Regions from separate parts of the Rattus norvegicus genome. Here region 2 is linked to region 1. The links are chromatin contacts, called in public Hi-C maps. All regions are on one chromosome and are shown on one strand. Each heading gives the region's core, a stretch centred on a gene start, on an enhancer-like site or on the middle of the called end of the contact. The rest is flanking DNA. Distances are from core to core; before and after follow the strand shown. Region 1 holds the start of Sh3bgrl1 (SH3 domain binding glutamate rich protein like 1). Region 2 overlaps Sh3bgrl1 (SH3 domain binding glutamate rich protein like 1).

The links. A called contact is a pair of places that touch in the nucleus more often than the background predicts.
Region 2: a Hi-C map of liver shows a contact between it and region 1, with 1.9 times the contacts expected there. The contact joins the enhancer-like site here to the promoter of Sh3bgrl1 in region 1. A contact is called at or near these places in 2 of 12 Hi-C or Micro-C datasets (Schwann cells and liver).

What each region holds. Positions count from the first base shown.
Region 1 is chrX:78,238,939-78,245,529 of GRCr8, forward strand. It overlaps Sh3bgrl1 (SH3 domain binding glutamate rich protein like 1), which reads left to right and starts at 3,766. Exons shown (of 4, transcript NM_001173339.1): 1 at 3,766-3,933. The coding sequence starts at 3,889.
Region 2 is chrX:78,294,572-78,301,162 of GRCr8, forward strand. The region is part of intron 1 of Sh3bgrl1 (SH3 domain binding glutamate rich protein like 1); the gene reads left to right. Among named protein-coding and RNA genes, the nearest start is that of Sh3bgrl1, 55 kb to the left of the region's middle. Within about 2 kb of position 4,295, at least 6 of the 93 cell types and tissues checked have an H3K27ac peak or open chromatin away from gene starts, as enhancers often do. A contact at or near this core is called in liver, where this site is marked.

The sequences.
Region 1 (6,591 bases), core at 2,516-5,015:
ACACACACACACACACACACACACACACACACACACACCAACAAAGCGGGGGCACTCAATAAACAAATTAATATAAAAAAGTTGAATCAGCCTGGAACTTTTAATTCTAAGTACTCTATAAAAGTGTAGAAATGGTCTCTGCTTGAAAAGGGAGACGTGCTATCCTGAAGAGACAATCAGTTCAGACAATGAGATGGGAAGAACATTCAGGGAAAAGGATCAAATTAGGAGGAGAGGTATCTCATTATGAAGTAGACTCTCAAGTGGGTATGGATAACACTCTACTAGGAGTGATAAAATGAAATTTGAAACACGAGGTAGAATCTCTAGACGGGAGGTTTTACCTCTTATTTTAGGTCAGGTATGCTTTTAAAAATTCAATTCTATTCTCTACAAGCACATGCTATATACCCCCTAATACTCAGTATATGGTGAGACCACTGAAATTGTCTTAGTATACACCTGTACAATCATTGCATCAACAATCCAGGACAGGGAACTAAAGTATGTAGCTTAAGGAATACTGCACTCAGGCCCATTGCCAGAATGGGATCTACTCCAGCAAATGGAATTTAGAATAGGGAAATACTAACCTCTACCTTAGAAAAGTACAGAATGTCTTATTTCAGGTTAATCAAGGGATGTTTGAGGGAGGAGAGGCATATAGAGTAAGACATGTTAAAAATGTCCTCTGGTTGACAAAATGACTCAGTGAATGGAGGCCCTTGCAGGTGAACATGAAGACCTAAGTTTGATTCCTGGATCTCACAGGGATTGTAGGAGAGAACCAACTCCTACAATCTCTCCTAAGACCTCTCCTCTGTGCAAACCAGAACCACCAACACTTATATAGTCACATGCTCGCTCTCTTTCTCTCGCTCTCTCTTTCTCTCTTTCTCTCTTTCTCTCTCTCTCTCTCTCTCTCTCTCACACACACACACACATGCACAGACAGACAGACAGACAGACACACACACAGGCACACACAGTCACACACAGACACACACACTGTATTCAGACTATTCTCTGCAACCAAAACAAACGCACTTAGCTCAAATCTCCACAATCCAATTACCATGACTAGGGTAACATTAACCAATTCTTCAATTAATATTCTTTTGCCATCCCAGTCAATGATGATACCGGGCTTACATGATAGTATTGTAATGCTAGTCTCCAGGGTCTATACAGTTAATCAGCAGTTCTGTACCAAATAATAACAATGTAAAATTGTGTTTATTTCTGTTTGTGAATGAAGTGCATGGTATGTGGGTGCATGTGTCTGTATATGTCTTCTTGTGTGGTGTTGACGTGTGCATGGTCACACATGTATCATGATGTATGAGTGGAGACCAAAGGACAATATTCAGTAGTTAGTTCTCTTGTTCCACCCACCTCAGTTGTTAATCAAGAAAGTACCCCACAGATTTTCCGACAGACAATCTGATGGAGGCATTTTCTGACTTGATGTACGTCTTTCCAGAAAAATCAAGCTTGGGTCAAGCTATCAAAAAAACTAGCCAGACAATTGTTTGTATAACTTTTGGTAGTCCTATGAATTTGAAACACATAAAACCATTCAAATCAGTTTTTAACCTGGGAGAAATACATAAGTATATTTTTGTATGTAGAATTTTACAAAATAGCATTTTATAATAATAAAAATTCAAAATACTTTCCCCCCATACCATTACTTTTTTTTTAAATCTTTTTTTTATTAACTTGAGTATTTCTTATATACATTTCGAGTGTTATTCCCTTTCCCGGTTTCCAGGCAAACATCCCCCCCCTCCCCTTCTTTATGGGTATTCCCCTCCCCATCCTCCCCCTCTTGCCGCCCTCCCCCCAACAATCTAGTTCACTGGGGGTTCAGTCTTAGCAGGACCCAGGGCTTCCCCTTCCACTGGTGCTCTTACTAGGATATTCATTGCTACCTATGAGGTCAGAGTCCAGGGTCAGTCCATGTTCAGTCTTTACATACCATTACTTTTAACTTCTTGTCACCTGCTCTATCTCCTTTACCTGGAAAAGCTGATTTGTAGCACAGTAGTAATTTTCTTTAGGTCCTGGGGCTGTGCTCAATTAAGAGATAATGCTCTCATTAAATTGTCCATGCTGGTTTGGAACTCCTGAACCAAAGTAATTTTCTTATTGAGTAGCAGGGACTATGGGCCCATGGAATAGTGTTCAGTGTTTTCTAAGTTTTCTCACACAATCTGGGTTTATTTTTAATTTTTGAAGGCGTTGGTATTTGGTTGTTAATATTTTCTAAGGGAATGGATTATACATCCTATTCGAAAACTCTTTGATCCAACCCAGTTTATTCAAATTGACTGATCTTTCCATGCAAATAATAAAGGTAAGCAATCTAGGACAATTTCTCTATAGGAAATTTAAGCAGAAATGGCCATTCTAGAATGACCATTCTATGATAACTCCAACTTGGGTCTTAGTGTGATCTATAAGGGAATTGCATGTCCAGCCTCATTTCTGTAAGGTATAGATAAAGCCCATCAGATTCTATGCTAATGCTACTATTGAGTTTTCTGGGAATAGTTGATTGCATTCAATAGTTTGTAGACTAATTAGAAATATTTTGTTCTTCCTGTTTCTTCCATTATTTTAAGAATCTATAAGTCCAAACGGTTAATGTAGAACTCTAAAACAAGCTGTACAGTGATAGCGTAAAAGGAACTATATAGATTTTTCAAAATCATGATCGTGATTTTGATTTATGATTATAAAGATTTTTCTTGTTATGAGAATTGGCAAGTAAAATTAGCAGTAGCCATGATGTTGGTAATAAAGATGGTGGTTAGATTACTCTAGTTTACTGTACTTGATAATTTCTAGAAAGTCTATTCTTATTTGGTTGGTTTTAGTTTTCAATAGTCTCACCCTGTAGCATAGTCTAACTTTAATCCCTGGCAATTATGTCTTATTATTCCAAGTGCAGAGATGACAGGTATGAAACACCAAGGGCAAAAAGTACTTCCAAGGTATTTTCAGATGATTTTTTTTTCTCTGCAATTTCTCCCTTCATTTTGGAGTTGTTGATTTTTTTTCTCTGCAATTTCCTCTCTCATTCTAGGGTTGTGGACTAGGTTTTTTTTCTTTACAATTTCCTCCTTCATTCTAGAGTTGTTGCTTAGATCTCGTGCAAGTTCTCACTAAAGGATTGTTCCATATTTTAACAGAACTCTGAACAAAAAGAAAACCTATTCTATCCTTGCCAGTTTGGGGAAACTTGAAACTTCTCTCCAGCCCTCCTCCTCTCGCAGCTTTTCAGCACTCAATTCCTGCTGCCAACTAAGGTTAAAAAAAATCACTCAATTCATTATTAGCGACTTAAAATATACAAGACTTTGATAACGTGGGTTTAAAGAAATTTAAACTAGTGTCTGGACTCAATACAAAGCTAGCTTTCGGCTATCTTATTTGCATACATTTCTGAGCAGGAAGTAACACGCAAAACTTCTGGTGTTCATGGGAAAGGATCCTTTATTCTGATGGAGTGATTTTTTTTTTTTTACCCCTTCTTTTATTTCTCCCTTGCCCCCTTCCCGGAAAGGGAATAGTCAAAAAGAATTGTTTCAACAGATCTCGCGGTGCTGTTCGAGATCCTGTGTTTTAAAAAAACAATTTAGAAATGATGTAAATGAGCCCGAGCCTTCCGGGGTTTGGGGCTGGGACTGCAGTGCTGGAAGCTCATTGAAAGCAGCCGCTGGTGGAGGCGGGGCTCTGGCCAGTTCTTTCCACCTTCCCCCACCCTCCCGGTCCAACCTCTGTTTGGCCGGTAGCTCGGTAGCTCGGTTCCAGCCGTTGCTGCAGCTGTTTCCCAGCCCTTTTCAAGACTCCGGTGACCGACCAGAAGCCCTTGTTTCCAGGATGGTGATCCATGTATATATTGCATCTTCTTCTGGCTCTACGGCGGTAAGGAGAGTGGGAGTCCACCTTTGTTGTTTTTCAACACACTAGTCCTCCTCTGCCCCAGAACCGTTAAATTGCAGAAGTTACACTGGAAGCTTCTCCTTAGAAGACGCAAGCATCGCCCACAATACCCCCCCCCCTCTTTCCTTTCTTCCTTTGTTGCGTCGATTTCATTTTTTAGCTTTTGTTTGCCTTGAGACGTTAGTGCCACATTTCGTTTCTAAAGGAGAAAGAAAACTACCAAGTTTAGAAGGTAACTGGTATAGGTACTTCACAGTTAGGTGAAGTCAGATAAAATAAAAAACAAGTGGCTTTCAGGCTTTTTAGAGTGAGACATTTAACAAATGCTCTAAGTACCGAGTTCAGGGGAAGTAGTGCATTTCTGTAAAGGATGAGGGTACTGATGGGAAGGGAGGGGAAGACTCCTGAGGTGCTGAACTACTGGAATTATTGTGAAACCACTGGAATGGAATTATTTTGAGAGCGTGCAGGTGGGGTATATAATTAAAAAAAAAACAGGAGAAAGTCAGGGACAATGATACAAATGTCTTTTTACCCCTTCCTCCTCCTATTTCTCCTCCTTCTCCTCCTTCTTTTTCTTCTTGGAGTGTGAGGGCGGTTTTTTTTTTCCTTTTAATTTAATGTAGTATGAGATATGCCCACTCCCTTACTCACATGGCACTTACTTTGAGTTTTTCTTTTTCTTTGAAAGATTTTGCTTCTAAAACCCACTCCTTCAAGACTGTTAAAAACTGGGGAAAGAACTTGTGGCAGCTGAGTTGCTGCCTCTTGGAGGACTGGGTTTTCTTCCTTGACTCGTTTGCCAATTGTTAACTTAGAATACCAGTTTTTAGCAGCTCTGAGGAGCATTGGGTAAACTGGGAAAGCTGAATGCGTATTCCTGTTAACTGAAAGAGCCTCTGTTCCAGCAACTCCAGAAGGAAAAATAAAGGCCAGCAGTGGCAGGAACAGATGTGTGGGCTCAGGAATTGGAGTGTGGAAAACTCCTCTAGCTTTAGAGTGCCAGAAGTCCTGGGTTGTTGGGTTGCTCCTATTTACATTTAGTAGGATTTGGAATAGAACTGTAGACTATAGGAAATCACCAGAACCTTGAACCTTGAACTTTGTCTTTTGCCAACATGTGTGGGTGTGTTTAGACTGTTTCAAAATATAAGAAAACCTACTCTTAAAGTTATTTGAATGTTTTGTTTGAAAAAAATATTATTTCCTTTGGACTTCACTTTAGAAGCATCTTGTCTTCCACACCTAACATTCTGATATTTCAAATTAAAGCATGGGTTACTGAATATCAATCTATTAAAACAACTGCATTTTCAAAAACTAGCTTAATACTATTGGTTAATCCTTATTAGATTGAACCTCTCAATCACTTAGGTTTTTGTTGTTGTTTTTGTTTGTTTTGTTTCCTGAGGGCATGCAGTTTCAATACTGGTATTTGTTCTTTGCTTTCTTTCTCTTTTCTTTCTCTTCTAGAAGTAAACTGAAGGAGAAACTGCTTTAAGAATTTCATCAAGTAATAGAGTCACACACACCCCTCTTTGTTAAGACATAAAATTTCTAAATCCCCCAGAAGGGATTAAGAGTTTTATTAGATTATTCAAATGACAGATATTTATGGTGTTTGTCCTTTGTTTCTACTGTTTCTTCATGGATAATTAAGGGTTTGTCCACTGTTATACTAATTACATTTTTAATGAAAATATCAAAATGAATGATTTTTATTATGCTCTTGCAATTTTTAAAAAACAAGCCTAAAATAGTACGACGAATATCTTTAAGGAGAACTCCTTTATATGAATGGAGTAGTGGCTATTTACTTGAGAAAGGAAATTTCATTTTGCAGTACTGAAATTTCCCTTTAAGATAGCAAAAAAGGGGGCTGGGGATTTAGCTCAGTGGTAGAGCGCTTACCTAGGAAGCTCAAGGCCCTGGGTTCGGTCCCCAGCTCCGAAAAAAAAGAACCAAAAAAAAAAAAAAAAGATAGCAAAAAAGCATTATCCTTTTAACAAACGATTTAGAAATTTTGGGGCAAGTGTTCTCTTGGAATCTAAAAAAATTGAAAGATACATACGTGTAAGTTATTATGTGTCTAATGAGTGTTTTAAGTGTTTGACTTTGACTTGATAATATGTATGTATTGAATGGTTTGCCTGCAGATGCATGCTATGTGAATTCCCAATGCCCATGGAGACCACAAGAGGGTGTTGTGTCGGTCTGTGGAGCTAGAGTTACAGATGGTTATGAGCCACCATGAAGATGCTGGGGACTGAACCCAGGTTTTTTGCAAGAGCAATAAGTGTTCTTGTGTATTGAGCTCTGTTTTCCTGACTATTACAAAAATCAGAATTTTAGGTGGTTAGTTGTTCTATAACTGATCTAGAACAGCAACAATAAGCAATATTATATTTACAGCCCAAGACTCCTTATATTTTTCAGTTTCTCAGTCTGATTTAAAAAAAAAAAAACTTTTAAAATGTGTTCTCATTTCTGCCCTAATACATAGGAATAGTGCTTGTTTCTCCAGGTTAGATATACAATCTAATGGATTAGACTTTCCAGTGGATTCTATTTTCGTTTTTCTCAAGACAGGGTTTCTCTATGTATCCATGATTGTCATAGAATTCACTGTAGACCTGGCTG
Region 2 (6,591 bases), core at 3,045-5,544, 56 kb after region 1:
ATCAACACTGATAAGTTGCCCAGGGTCCAGCAAATAGCTTCCCAACCATGTTTGTAGAAGCAACTCTAAGTTAGTTCGGTGGATCATATGCATACGCAAAGGACAGGAAAGTAGATGGGGGACGTGGAAGGGCATTTATAATATCTTGAGAAGGGTTCTAGCAAGAGCAGGAAAGCAGGCACTAATATAATGGGGACAAAAGGGACAGCAAATGCACTTCTGAATTCAGGCAAAATTGCTCATTTGGTATTCCATCCTTCCCATGTTCTTTTCAGTGTTGGGAACTGAATACAGGGCAGCATGCTTGCTAGATCAATGGTTTACTGTTGAGCCACATCCTTAGCCCATGGTTGCCATTTTAGTTTTGAGACAAGGTCTCCCTATGTAGAGCAATCTGGCCTAGAGTTTGTGTGGATCCTCCTGCTTTAGCTTTTTTTTTTTTTTTCCGGAGCTGGGGACCGAACCCAGGGCCTTGTGCTTGCTAGGCAAGTGCTCTACCACTGAGCTAAATCCCCAACCCCCCTGCTTTAGCTTTTTGAGTGTTGGTATTACTCACATGCACTCTGATGCTCAGCTCCTTTTTGAAAATGAGTTATTACTTATAGCATCGTTCATTCATATGCATCAGCCTGATTAATGTAAAGGCTACAAAATTAAAAATTTTTCTTTCTGGCATCAAATTTTCAGGGTGAAATTCTGCTTCTTTATAAGGAGCCATAAATACAGTTTGAAAAAAAATGCAGAATTTACTTTAATTTCCTTTTTTTTTTCCTCAGTAAGCCGTATTCACAAACAGGTATGAAGAATGTTTTACCCAGTGGTACCAGATTTCTTAGTATTAGGTATGCAGTGAATACATCCAAAATTATCCTTTCTCTTGGTTGTATGGAAGAGTGCAGGAGCCTTTTTCTGCGACTGAATACGCTTATGAATCAGCTGAGACCAGAGACATTTGCTTTCCAGAGTAGACCATTCTGAGGCAATGAATTCTCAGTCCTGAGGGAGTTGTGGCTCTCCTTTCTGTGTAAAGTCAAAAGGGAAAATTACTTCAATGTACAGGCATCTTGGTAGAAAAGGACAAAATGATTGCAGCTGTTCTTTGCATGGACCAATTTATAACATTACCAATAAACTGCACACACATAGAGTAGTTAGAGCAAATATTTGTGCCTTAGCTCTTGGTAAAATTGGTTGCATAGGGTGCTGTAAGAAAGCAGAATTTCCAGGTCCTCACAAACCAGGCCTTCATGTAAATGAGTCCCAGTAGTGGTAGAATATGTATCTGGACTATTCATCTTAACTGAGTACTTGTTATAGATAAACTCTGAATATTTATAAAATGAAAACTACTCAAGGAAAAAAGAAAAATACCGCCAATACCTAAAAAACAATCCACTCCTTTTATTTTTGTACTAACACCAAATATCAGAGTACCTGTGTTATATGCTTTTAATTTTCTTAAAGATTTTATGGTGAAAATGGTCAGTTGTTTTTCTTTGACTAAAAAATCTTGAATAGAATGTGAGTTATTTCAGCAAACCATTTTCTGAATGCATGGAATGTGTGTCTTTATTTGGGAAATGAATGTATTCCGTGTACCCTTGGGGTGGGGGTGGGGCGTCTTTCATAGCATGCCACTAGGTAAAGAGTAAAAAAAAATTATTTGATTATACTAAGCTTCTAATCTCAAATTTTTGATATAGATCTTAAAACCTTACTGGATTTAATGAACACCACACAATTAAAGAACTTTCCTAGGATTTTCCTGAAGTAAGGAGCACCTGATACTCTTCTAATTATCATAAAATGAGTTTGGTGGGTGCTTTTATACAATAGCATTTAAAATTTATTATTAGTTTCAGATGTGGGCTTGAAAATAAGTTTATCCTGGAGAAATGTATTTGACAACATGTATAGTAAATAGGAGTAACTATTGAAAATGCGATTTTCAGGTAAACATGACAATTTTTGTTTTAATTGTATGTTTAAGTATTGATTTGTTTGGTTTGACTTCACTTTTCTACCATTTTCTAGCTGTGTTGTTTTTGGCAAGAGAGTTAAGTACTGTGCAAACTGTTTGCTCATTAACTAACATGAGCTATGCAAAGTGCTTAGTGTAATAGCAGGCATGTAAGTATTTATAAGTATTTTACTGAAGTATGGCAAATTGAATTTTTAAATGTTTATGAAACAGAAACAACATTTGCATATTGTATTCTCCCTACAGAATTTGGGGGTGGTGGTTACTTTGCTAGATACTGCATATAAACATGGACAGAAGAAAGAAAATGAAAATTGCTAGTTATATTTCAAGCTCTAATTTAGGCAAGAACAGTAAAGCAGGGAATCTTAAGTTAGTCTTTTCGATGCTTTCTATGTTTTTATATCAAGATACAAATATTTATAAGGAGTTTCATTCATCCCATAAGGTTGTTGCCTTTGCCCTACTTCTACAAAGCTACCAAAGTGTCGATGTTAAAAGCTTGTCATATTCTATGATGAATTATTAACAAATATTTGTCATATGGATCTTTTCAAAGACCCATACATTTTTAAGCAAATTGTATATTTGCCAAGGAACAAAGCAACATAACTTTTTAGAAATTGCTGGTTATCAGGGACTCCAGATCTGTCTGTGGTTAATTATACATATGATACTTTAGATATATTTCAGCAAATTTAGTATCATCAGATCACCACGTGACACCTTAGAACGAGTCACTTCCTTAGTGTACTTTTTAGTGAAGAGAATGAAATATATTTTACTGTCTTATTAAACACACACACATTTATTTATTTTTTTCATGCCAATCTCTCTGTTTTGCGGATATGGATTCTTGTTGGGACATAAACAGATTTGGGGTATACTTATGGCAATACAGTGAGCACTTTTAAAAACTATAATATAAATGAATATTTTAATTCCTGCTATTTTGTTCCCTCAAAGGTATACATGTTCTTATTACTGATAAAATAAAAATTAAAAGGAAAAGTTTTGTTTACATAACAGTTCAGCTTTTATACTAGGTATTACAGTCTTTCTTTCCTTTTTATTATTGTTAGTTTTTATGGTGCTGGGATATGAGCCCAGGGCCTAGAGCATGGTTGGCAAAGAGCACCACCACTGAGCTGCATTGCTAACCCTGTGTACTGTATGTTTAATAAAGTTTCCTCTGATAATTACCAGTTTTTTAGAACTCGAATGAAATTAGATTTATTTCAGCAACTCAACACTGAATCAGGATCAAAATGCCTAAGACAGAAGTGTTTATAGAGAGAATAAATGGTTTTCACCTTGTCTAGCCTTTCAATAAGGTCATGATTCACATTTGTCTTTTGGCAGACACACAGATTTGGTTTAGAAAGTAAGAAAAGTTAAAGGTGTAACATCACTCACAAGAATTGATTTCACAAATAAACAGTGCTTCTCCACCAGGGACTGTTGGCTGAATGCATTGTGTCTAGAGATATAAAGTTCAGTCTGCTCCATGAATTTTGAAAGAATCTAGGATTTATAGTTTTTAATTGAATTGTTATACAGATTCATTCCCACAGGGTTTTTGCTTAAGTAGGCAGTAGAATTATAGGCTTTCATCACCCAATATAGCATTTGACTCTCAGATGAGCTTTACCTTGGAAAACCTGCAAGACAAGAATGAGATGCTGTTTTATAGCCAAAGTATATTGTAAGTGGTAGGTGTTGGCAACAATATCCTTTGTTGATCCCTTCCTTTCACACACATCTTGTGGGTAGAGCCACTGATCTCAGTTTGCTCTTATACAGAGAAGTGGCATTGAAACAGGAAATATGCTGTTATTCTCTCCAGAGCAAAGGGCAAGTTTGCTCACTGCTCATTATAAAAGATAACATGTCTCTTAGTCGACTCTTTGTCCCCCTGTAGAACAGGAAAGAGGTCCAAGGACACGTCGATGTTCTCTCACAGAGTTCTGCGTTTTCTTGTAGAACCTTAAAAATTATGACAGACTTATATGATATCAAGTAGGATAAAGTTTCAGACCCTTCAGTAGTTTTGCCAGTAGTACCTATTGCTGATATGCTACTGTTTTTTGATAGTCGTTCATATAACTATGTCAGTAATTATATAGTGCCCAGACTTCTTTGTCTTAGCTCTTTTTCCCCCTTTTTTATCTGTAGCAGTTCACTAGCTTACTAACTTGTTAGACTATTTGAGTCTGGTCTTGTTTAACTAATTAGGCAATATGTGGCAGCTATTCTCAGCTGGACAGTTTGGAACTCGTTTTATTGGCCTAAGTGTGGGAGTACATTCATGGTTCTCTGAAATGTCATCTGGGGCACTTTGTTCAGCTCAGGCTTCAGACTTGACCCTTGGCCTACAGCAAATGAGTTTGTTTTCATAAGAACAGAGAATTTTCTGGTCTACTGAAGTAAAGTCCTTTAATTTTCTTTGTGTTGACAGCACCCCACCAGTTGTCAATGAGGGATGGTGGGACAATACTTTAGCTAATATAGTCAAAAATAGTATTTGGGAACCTTGCATGTTCGGTGAACATGGCAGATAGACTCATATAGCTGCAGAATGCTGTAAACTCACCAGGGTTGTGGTAATGCACGCTCTTAATCCCAGTACTTGGAAGGCAGATGAGGAGGAACTCTGAGTTGAAGCTAGCCTGGTCTACAGAGTTCTCATGTAGCACGGGTTGTCCTCACACACTACTCTGTGTATATCTTTGAGATTCTTATCTTCCTATCTCCAGGTCTGAGATTACAGTTTGCAGATAGGTTTTGTAATGCCATTGGTATATTATAGCAGTGTGGTCATCCTGCTTCTTTTTTTTTTTTTTTTAATTAACTTGAGTATTTCTTATATACATTTCGAGTGTTATTCCCTTTCCCGGTTTCCGGGCAAACATCCCCCTCCCCCCTCCCCTTCCTTATGGGTGTTCCCCTCCCAACCCTCCCCCCATTGCCGCCCTCCCCCCCACAGTCTAGTTCACTGGGGGTTCAGTCTCAGCAGGACCCAGGGCTTCCCCTTCCACTGGTGCTCTTACTAGGATATTCATTGCTACCTATGGGGTCAGAGTCCAGGGTGAGTCCATGTATAGTCTTTAGGTAGTGGCTTAGTCCCTGGAAGCTCTGGTTGCTTGACATTGTTGTACATATGGGGTCTCGAGCCCCTTCAAGCTCTTCCAGTTCTTTCTCTGATTCCTTCAACGGGGGTCCTATTCTCAGTTCAGTGGTTTGCTGCTGGTATTCGCCTCTGTATTTGCTGTATTCTGGCTGTGTCTCTCAGGAGCGATCTACATCCGGCTCCTGTCGGTCTGCACTTCTTTGCTTCATCCATCTTGTCTAATTGGGTGGCTGTATATGTATGGGCCACATGTGGGGCAGGCTCTGAATGGGTGTTCCTTCAGTCTCTGTTTTAATCTTTGCCTCTCCCTTCCCTGCCAAGGGTATTCTTTTTCCTCATTTAAAGAAGGAGTGAAGCATTCACATTTTGATCATCCGTCTTGAGTTTCGTTTGTTCTGGGCATCTAGGGTAATTCAAGCATTTGGGCTAAGAGCCACTTATCAATGAGTGCATACCATGTATGTCTTTCTCTGATTGGGTTAGCTCACTCAGGATGATATTTTCCAGTTCCAACCATTTGCCTACGAATTTCATAAACTCGTTGTTTTTGATAGCTGAGTAATTTTCCATTGTGTAGATGTACCACATTTTCTGTATCCATTCCTCTGTTGAAGGGCATCTGGGTTCTTTCCAGTTTCTGGCTATTATAAATAAGGCTGCGATGAACATAGTGGAGCACGTGTCTCTTTTATATGTTGAGGCATCTTTTGGGTATATGCCCAAGAGAGGTATAGTTGGATCCTCAGGCAGTTCAATGTCCAATTTTCTGAGGAACCTCCAGACTGATTTCCATAATGGTTGTACCAGTCTACAATCCCACCAACAATGGAGGAGTGTTCCTCTTTCTCCACATCCTCGCCAGCATCTGCTGTCACCTGAGTTTTTGATCTTAGCCATTCTCACTGGTGTGAGGTGAAATCTCAGGGTTGTTTTGATTTGCATTTCCCTTATGACTAAAGATGTTGAACATTTCTTTAGGTGTTTCTCAGCCATTCGGCATTCCTCAGCTGTGAATTCTTTGTTTAGCTCTGAACCCCATTTTTTAATAGGGTTATTTGTTTCCCTGCGGTCTAACTTCTTGAGTTCTTTGTATATTTTGGATATAAGGCCTCTATATGTTGTAGGATTGGTAAAGATCTTTTCCCAACCTGTTGGTTGCCGTTTTGTCCTAACCACAGTGTCCTTTGCCTTACAGAAGCTTTGCAGTTTTATGAGATCCCATTTGTCGGTTCTTGATCTTAGAGCATAAGCCATTGGTGTTTTGTTCAGGAAATTTTTTCCAGTAACCATGTGTTCCAGATGCTTCCCTAGTTTTTCTTCTATTAGTTTGAGTGTGTCTGGTTTGATGTGGAGGTCCTTGATCCACTTGGACTTAAGCTTTGTACAGGGTGATAAGCTTGGATCGATCTGCATTCTTCTACATGTTGCCCTCCAGTTGAACCAGCACCATTTGCTGAAAATGCTATCTTTTTTCCATTGG